Linked DNA regions of Oncorhynchus mykiss: region 2 is linked to region 1. The links are chromatin contacts, called in public Hi-C maps. All regions are on one chromosome and are shown on one strand. The core of a region is the stretch at or near the end of the contact, and the rest is flanking DNA. Distances in the headings are between cores, read along the strand shown. Region 1 holds the start of LOC110496455 (large proline-rich protein BAG6). Region 2 holds the start of srd5a1 (3-oxo-5-alpha-steroid 4-dehydrogenase 1).

Region 1 (3,521 bases), core at 764-3,263:
CGAGGGATAGTTTATTTCGGGATAAGGAGGGGTGGATAGAGAGAGTTTCTTACTTCCATCAGATGGATAGAGGAGATTGAGACTGTGAAAGGGAGAGATGGTGGTGGAGAAGGGTTGGGTATGTTGAAGGAGAGTAGAGGAGGATGAGGTAGGGATGGAGAGATGGATAGAGATAGTTGGTTAGTGAGAGGATATGAGGGAGGGTGGAGCCGATCCGTTCCTCCGGACACCATCTCACACCAATACTCCATCTTTGTTTTGTCTGCTAGTGTTTTCAAGGACTTCATGCTTTCTAACTTTCCAACATGAGTTACAGAAACTGGATACCTGAAGTCTTTAGAAACACTGGCTATTTATTGTAAAAAGGGTTTTGCTTTTTTCTTATGTATAGGTATTTATTTGTCTTTCATTTTTATCAAACTATCTATGTCTGTTATTATGACTACTGTGCACTCTCCAGTAAGATTTGTATTTTATTTTTAAGATTAGTTTTATTAGGTGATTTAAGCACCAAACTGAGCTCAGCTTAATCACTGCCTTTCATAACGAGATTGACTGACTGAGATCAAACTATTCTTCAACTAAGCATCTCCCTGCCTCGTAGACCATAGCAACTCACAAGACATTAAACTGTTCAAATAGATGAATATGGGACCAAACTTCAACTTATTTTTAAACCAGGGGCCTCTTGCGCGTTCACATTGAGCTCCTTATTGCCTTTTTAAACCATAAAAAACATGTTATTTTAATGTTGTCTGAGCTTAAGTGAAGCATCTAACAGCATAAGTATCTTTCTTTTCATAAGCATAAAGACTGGGGTCTTCAGATGAACATGTGTTTGTTTTCTCTTTTCTTATTGGATGAACAGAGAACCAGAGTTTGGATCCATCTCAAATGGCACCCTATACTCTATATAGTGCACATTTGTCTCTGGTCAAAAGCAGTGCACTATATAGGGAATAGGGTGTATTTCGGACATAGCCTCAGTTAAGATATTCAGTTAAGATGTTTCCCTCATTTTTTTTAGTTACCTCTCATATCACTCTGGAAGTAAGTTGCCCTTAGGCAAAGATCTAAGATCAGCTCACCTTGCTGAAATTCTAACATGAACCATTTAAGCATCGGCAATCATGAAACTGATCTGGGATCAGTTCTGACTTTATGATAAGCGATCAATCTATTACCTTTTTGTACTGGTTTTGTTTTGGGAATTCTCTGCAGTTTGGCTTTGAAGCGACACCTTTTGTATGTTGTACATTTGTGGTATATAAATCTTTGAATGTTTTCGAGTATTCATTTTGTAAGAAAGTGGATTGGAAATTATGAATACCTATGCAGTGCTCCATGCCTTCAATGTTGAGAATTAAATCATGACATTTCCACAACTGCAGTGTTTTTTATTTCCACTAGTAGGAGCTCTACTCCTGAAATAGATATTCGGCTGATTTCTGATTTGATGGTGGCTATTCTACGCCTATGGCAATTAGCCTATCTCCTCGCCAACTGCCTTATATCTGCACCAATAAGAGAACACATGAAAGGTGAAAGCAATGTCTGGGATTTGTGCTCAACGGTCTAGTTCTGAACGTTGTGTCATGAAGGTAATAGGTTAACATTGCGCCCATGGACACACACCATCTCGGCGTCAGCTAAAAATAGACCGGTTTAAACTCAAACTGATGAGGAAATAGAGCGGGATGAATTAAAGGGAACACCACTCCAAATCTAATTCCCAAGGCCCAGAGAGTGAGCGCGTTAAGAGGGAGCGTGTACATTCAAGTACATTAGATACACTGATGTTAAAATGCAACTGTAAATTGATAATTTGTTCAATTTGTTTTCGAGTCTACAGTTATTGCTGTGTTCGCGCTCTCAATTCAAATGGCTTTATTGGCATGGGAAACATGCTTATGCACACAGACTCGTACCTAAACAAACAGGCATTTATAATGGGCACTCCCCATTTTGTGCGTCATATGGGTCCTTGCACTAAATGGTGTCGCACTTTTTAGCAACCAATCAATGGAATATGAACTAAATATTTGAATAGACAAAGTAGATAATTGCTCATGTAACGCCATTTCAATTTCATCAACAGTGTATTTCCGTGCTATGACGTTGAACGAAGACAAAATCAATTATAATTGAGATTAACGGTTGAATCACATCCGGACGTAATTGGCAGTCCCATAGGGCGGCGCTTAATTGGCCCAGCGTCGTCCGGGATAGGCCGTCATTGTAATTAAGAATTTGTTCTTATCTGATTCGCCTAGTTAAATAAAACATAAACGTCAGCTGGCTTCCTGATTTAAATACATGTAGATTAGGTAGCTGGCTAGCAAGCTAATAACAGCCTCGATTCAAGTGAGAATACAGGTATTGTACTCAACGATTTATTAACTACTAATCGAGAGGTGATGGGATAAACATCAGGGGTGTAATCATTAAACCGGTTCTGTTGCAAAACATTTTGCTACAGAAACCGTTTACTCAACTGAAAACTCAAACGAAAGTTTCTATTGGACATATTCGGGTAACGTTAGGTCCCTCCTTTCCGTTTGCTTCAATTTGGTTCTTAAGGGGTTTCTGCAATGAATACACCCCAGTTGTCTTCATGGCTGGACATTTTAGGATAAAGTACATTTTCTGACTGTATTTATCTGTGCTCTTAGCAGAGAAACATGGAGGAGTCAGCAAGCACCATAGAGGTTACAGTGAAGACCCTGGACTCGCGGAGCAGGAGCTACACTGTCCGGAGAGAGGTAGGCTGTGACTTCTGTTTTAGCCTGAAATCCAACGGCATATATCCGTTTGGATTTCAGGTAACTTCGTTGTAGTCTTTTATGCTGTACACTTATGAGTGGGACATGCATTTATTCAGCCCTGTACTAGTGATGCACTGAGCCTGTTATTTCTCCTTTAGTTGACATTGAAGAGGTTCAAAGAACACATATCTGCGTCAGTGGATATCCCAGTGGAAAAGCAGAGACTAATCTACCAGGGCAGAGTGCTGCAGGATGAGAGGACACTGAATGACTACAGTGAGTAAAAAAGCCAGCAACTATTCTATTCAATGGAGACTGTAAGTAATATAAACTCAGCAAAAAAAGAAGCGTCTCTCACTGTCAACTGCATTTTAATTTCAGCAAACTTAACGTGTAAATGTTTTTGTATTAATTTGTATCAACAACTGAGACAAACTGAACCATTTCAACAGACATGTGACTAACAGAAATGGAACAATATGTCCCTAAACAAAGGGGGGGGGGGGCTCAAAATTAAGTCAGTATCTGGTGTGGCCACCAGCTGCATTAAGTACTGCAGTGCATCTCCTCATGGACTACACCAAATTTGCCAGTTCTTGCTGTGATATGCTACCCCACTCTCCCGCCAAGGCACCTGCAAGTTTCTGGATATTTCTGGGGGGTAATGGCTCTAGCCCTCACCCTCCGATTCAACAGGTCCCAGACGTGCTCAATGGGATTGAGATCCGGGCTCTTCACTGGCCATGGCAGAACACT
Region 2 (3,521 bases), core at 627-3,126, 330 kb before region 1:
CACTCTTCTAAAACATCATGTTTCTCTGGATTCCAGGAGTGCCTGCAGGGCGGCAGGTAGCCTAACGGTTAAAAACGTAGGGCTAGTAACTGAAGGTCATTGGTTCTAATTGGTGAAAAAAAAATTGTCTGTGCCCTTGAGCAAGGCACTTAAATAACTAAAATGTAAGACTTTTTCCATACGGTGTGACTAGACTTGCTGCATTCTTCTGTCTCTACCATAAAAAGCTTTATTTCTACAAGGCTTTAGGGTGGACAGGTTTCAACTGGTTCATCAGTTATGAAGGGTTCACCTCGGGCACAAGGTGATGGTTTCAACCCTCTCTGGTGTGTCATAGTGACACTACTCTCTGTAACCCTGGATTTAAAATAGAATACTGGATCCACCCTCTGGAAAGAGTGAACTCCCTGTTTTAAGCAACACTGAACATCAGTGTGCTACTATGGTTGTAGCTAGCATAGACACATTTCACAGCCATTATTTACAATGTGTTCAGCTGGCTGTGAGAGAACTGATGTGAAATTGTTACAGCATGCTGTCCAAAACGGTCATGGCGTCTGATCAGTGGAAAACCTGTCTCTCTCTATATCGCTCTCTGGTAGCAGGTATCTTACCTGTTGGTATCTTGTAGCTGATCTCTCCAGGCTTCCGTAGGTTCCTCAGGATGTGGTCTGAGTGAATGTTCACCAACCAACCCACCAACCATAGCGCAGAGCCTGAAAATCAACCAATGGGGAAGCTGATTTATAATGACAGTGTATATAAGACAACCAATGAGGTGAAAATGAGGAAATGTAAGGTATGTTTTGGATAGCATGATGTGGATAACTCTAGAACGAGAAGAAATTCATGGAACATATTGAAATAGACAACTGTGTAATTTGTGAATGTGTGGTTTATGCATTAATACAGACCCTATGCTGTATGTCATGTCAGCCATGTCTCTTACCTGTGATAAAGCAAGGGCTGGTAACCCAATCAGCAGAGTACTCTGCATAGTGGCTCAGGTATCTGACCTGCATGTAGCCATTATAGATGCAGAACACAAAGGCCAAGGCGAACGATGCAAATGGTGTAGATTTCCCTCCACGAATTAAAAATGGATAGATGAGAGATCTAGAAGAATATAAATAGAACTGATGAATAATAATTTCCCCACCAGTTGTCTAGGATGCATGTGTCTCATGGCTGGCAATGCACTGCATTTCAGTTACAACGTTGGCACATCATTTAGCAATGTGTTATTACAATTGAGAAATCAATTGCATATGAGGGGGTACTCTGGGCAGAGCAAAATGTACTTGGTTGTACAGTAACCAAAAAACGTTTGAGAACCACTGACCTAGATATGACAGTTAGTACTTTGTATGCATGTGAAGTACAGTGTTACTTTGTCAAACTATCTTCTAACCATTGGGTCTTACCTTTGCACATAGTGGCAGAAGTACATGACCAGCAGTAGCTGATTGGGAAGATGAGTGGTTTTCGCCGCAGAAGTCCACAGCACAAGGCACAGTGGCACCAGAAAAGCAGGTAGTTCCTGCACGAACCAGGCGAATTTGACGTTGACGGGGAATCCATATCTGCTTGTTGCGTATCTGCCATAGGGGACATTCTCAAATAGTAATGTTATGAAGGTACAAGCAGCCATGAAAATCATGAAGTATGCCAGGCAGTCCAAAACATACAACTCTTCTGTCTCGGAGGCGAAAAGCTTTGAAAGAATACTGTCCATCTTTACCAGATAAGCTGCAAATAGTGTAAGAAATTAAAATTGTATTCAAAACAATGTAAATAAAATGAATGTATCCAAGGCAATAATGAACACATATGTCACTTGCACAAGTATGCGTACTGCGATCATCTCACTGGTCTGCTCAGTTCCATGGTCCAATCATAAGGATAAATAAAGGAGCCTGACTCCTAATAAACCAATCGAGTCACTTTGTTTTGCATCGTCATTATCTAGCCAATTGAAAATGGATACAATGTTATTCAACTACAAGGTGTGTTCAGGAGAAACCACCACACTGGTAAAAATATGAAATTACAGTAATTTTAGATGAATTCCATTACATATTTATGCAAACTGCTGTTAAAAAAAATAACAATAAAAAAAGTATATAGCCATTGCCCCTGGGTTCCTTAACTGGCGAGGAATAAGCCACGGACTATATCGTTGATCAGACATTGTTTGGAGGAAGGGGCATTAGTGCATACACAAAAAAACACATCATTTATCACTGTCTGACTAGCTCCAAAACGAAAACATATGAGTGTGTTTTTGGTTTTAGTTGGCCAAAATGTTGCACTGATATTTTCTATTTCTCAGGCTAATACATCGCCACCCATAAACTGGGGTCCTGTCTCACATGTGTGCGTCAGAAGATGAAACAGAACACGAGTGCAGTACCATTCGCATTTCAATCACCCTGTTAGCAAAATACATTTAGCTACACCAGAACGTTGCTTCGCAGGTTCATATTTAGAGTAGTGTGTGTTTCCAAAATGGGAAAGAGAAGTCGACTGAGAAAGAAGGAGCATCAAAATAATAGCAAGCCTGGTGGAAGAGATAACCGGGACAATGCTGTAAGTTTTGATAGCTCTTCATAGCTAGCCGGCTAATTTAGCGTACTGTAGCTAACTTGCCTAGGTCACCTCAAATTACTGTATGCCGAGTCAAAGAGATTTAATTTCTCCCCAGCAACTTTGATTTGATTACTACTGCACAACTCGTTGACATAGCTATGTGTAGCTAGCTAGCTATTTTATCTTGGTCCCAGATGTTTGTGCTGGCATGTCAAGGAGTTGGCTATACAGTAAAAACAGATCTGGGACCAGGTTATAGCTATTGTACTATGATAGTAAACTCTATCAATATCTATCCATCTGAGGCTGCAATTCAGAAAACTAACATCCACTTCACCCCCATCCATTCCTCTCCTCCCATGTCTCCTATTCGGTTCCCCCCTCATCTGCTCTCCACCCAATGTCGCCTCGCGTCTTCCCTCTCCTCCGATGTATCTGTCCTGTAGGGTTGGGGTGCAGGCTACGCTGACATCATCAAGGAGAACAAGCTGTTTGAGGCATACTACCAGGAGCTGGGCCTGGTGCCCGAGGGGGAGTTTGACCAGTTCATGGCGGCTATGAGAGAACCGCTGCCCGCCACAATCCGCATCACTGGATACAAGAGGTACGGAAGCTACTAAGCTCGACCTCTGCCAAGTGGTCACTAGGAAGTAAACGGGTCCCCCCATGTTCGGTATTATCTAAATTTGTCCAATAGAAACTCTTGTTTGCCAGATGTTTTTTGTTGGGAAACGTTTTGTTACAGTGTGCACTAATAAATACATCAATGGACTCTGGATCATCTATGGCACAGATGGAAGTGGTCTTTCTCACCCTGTAGGTGAGGTGACAAACTGTTAGTTGGAATTGACCACTGTAGATGTTTTGTAAAGGGATGATGATTTATACACTCCTACTCTTGTTTTAGCCTGGTCCCAGATTTGTTTGTGTTC

Evidence for each region. Hi-C and Micro-C count contacts between places; a contact is called where the count stands out from the background.
Region 2: a contact with region 1 is called in a Hi-C map of liver, with 5 times the contacts expected there. The contact joins the promoter of srd5a1 here to the promoter of LOC110496455 in region 1. A contact is called at or near these places in 2 of 3 Hi-C or Micro-C datasets (blood and liver).

Annotation. Positions count from the first base shown.
Region 1 is chr18:51,166,630-51,170,150 of USDA_OmykA_1.1, reverse strand. LOC110496455 (large proline-rich protein BAG6) reads left to right here and starts at 2,013. Exons shown (of 24, transcript XM_036953037.1): 1 at 2,013-2,376; 2 at 2,673-2,762; 3 at 2,924-3,041. The coding sequence starts at 2,682. It overlaps LOC110496461 (lysophosphatidylcholine acyltransferase 1), which reads left to right. Exons shown (of 14, transcript XM_021572388.2): 14 at 1-1,385.
Region 2 is chr18:51,493,236-51,496,756 of USDA_OmykA_1.1, reverse strand. It overlaps srd5a1 (3-oxo-5-alpha-steroid 4-dehydrogenase 1), which reads right to left and starts at 1,876. Exons shown (of 5, transcript XM_021572400.2): 1 at 1,425-1,876; 2 at 950-1,116; 3 at 615-716. The coding sequence starts at 1,735. It overlaps LOC110496470 (RNA cytosine-C(5)-methyltransferase NSUN2), which reads left to right. Exons shown (of 19, transcript XM_036953048.1): 2 at 3,036-3,193.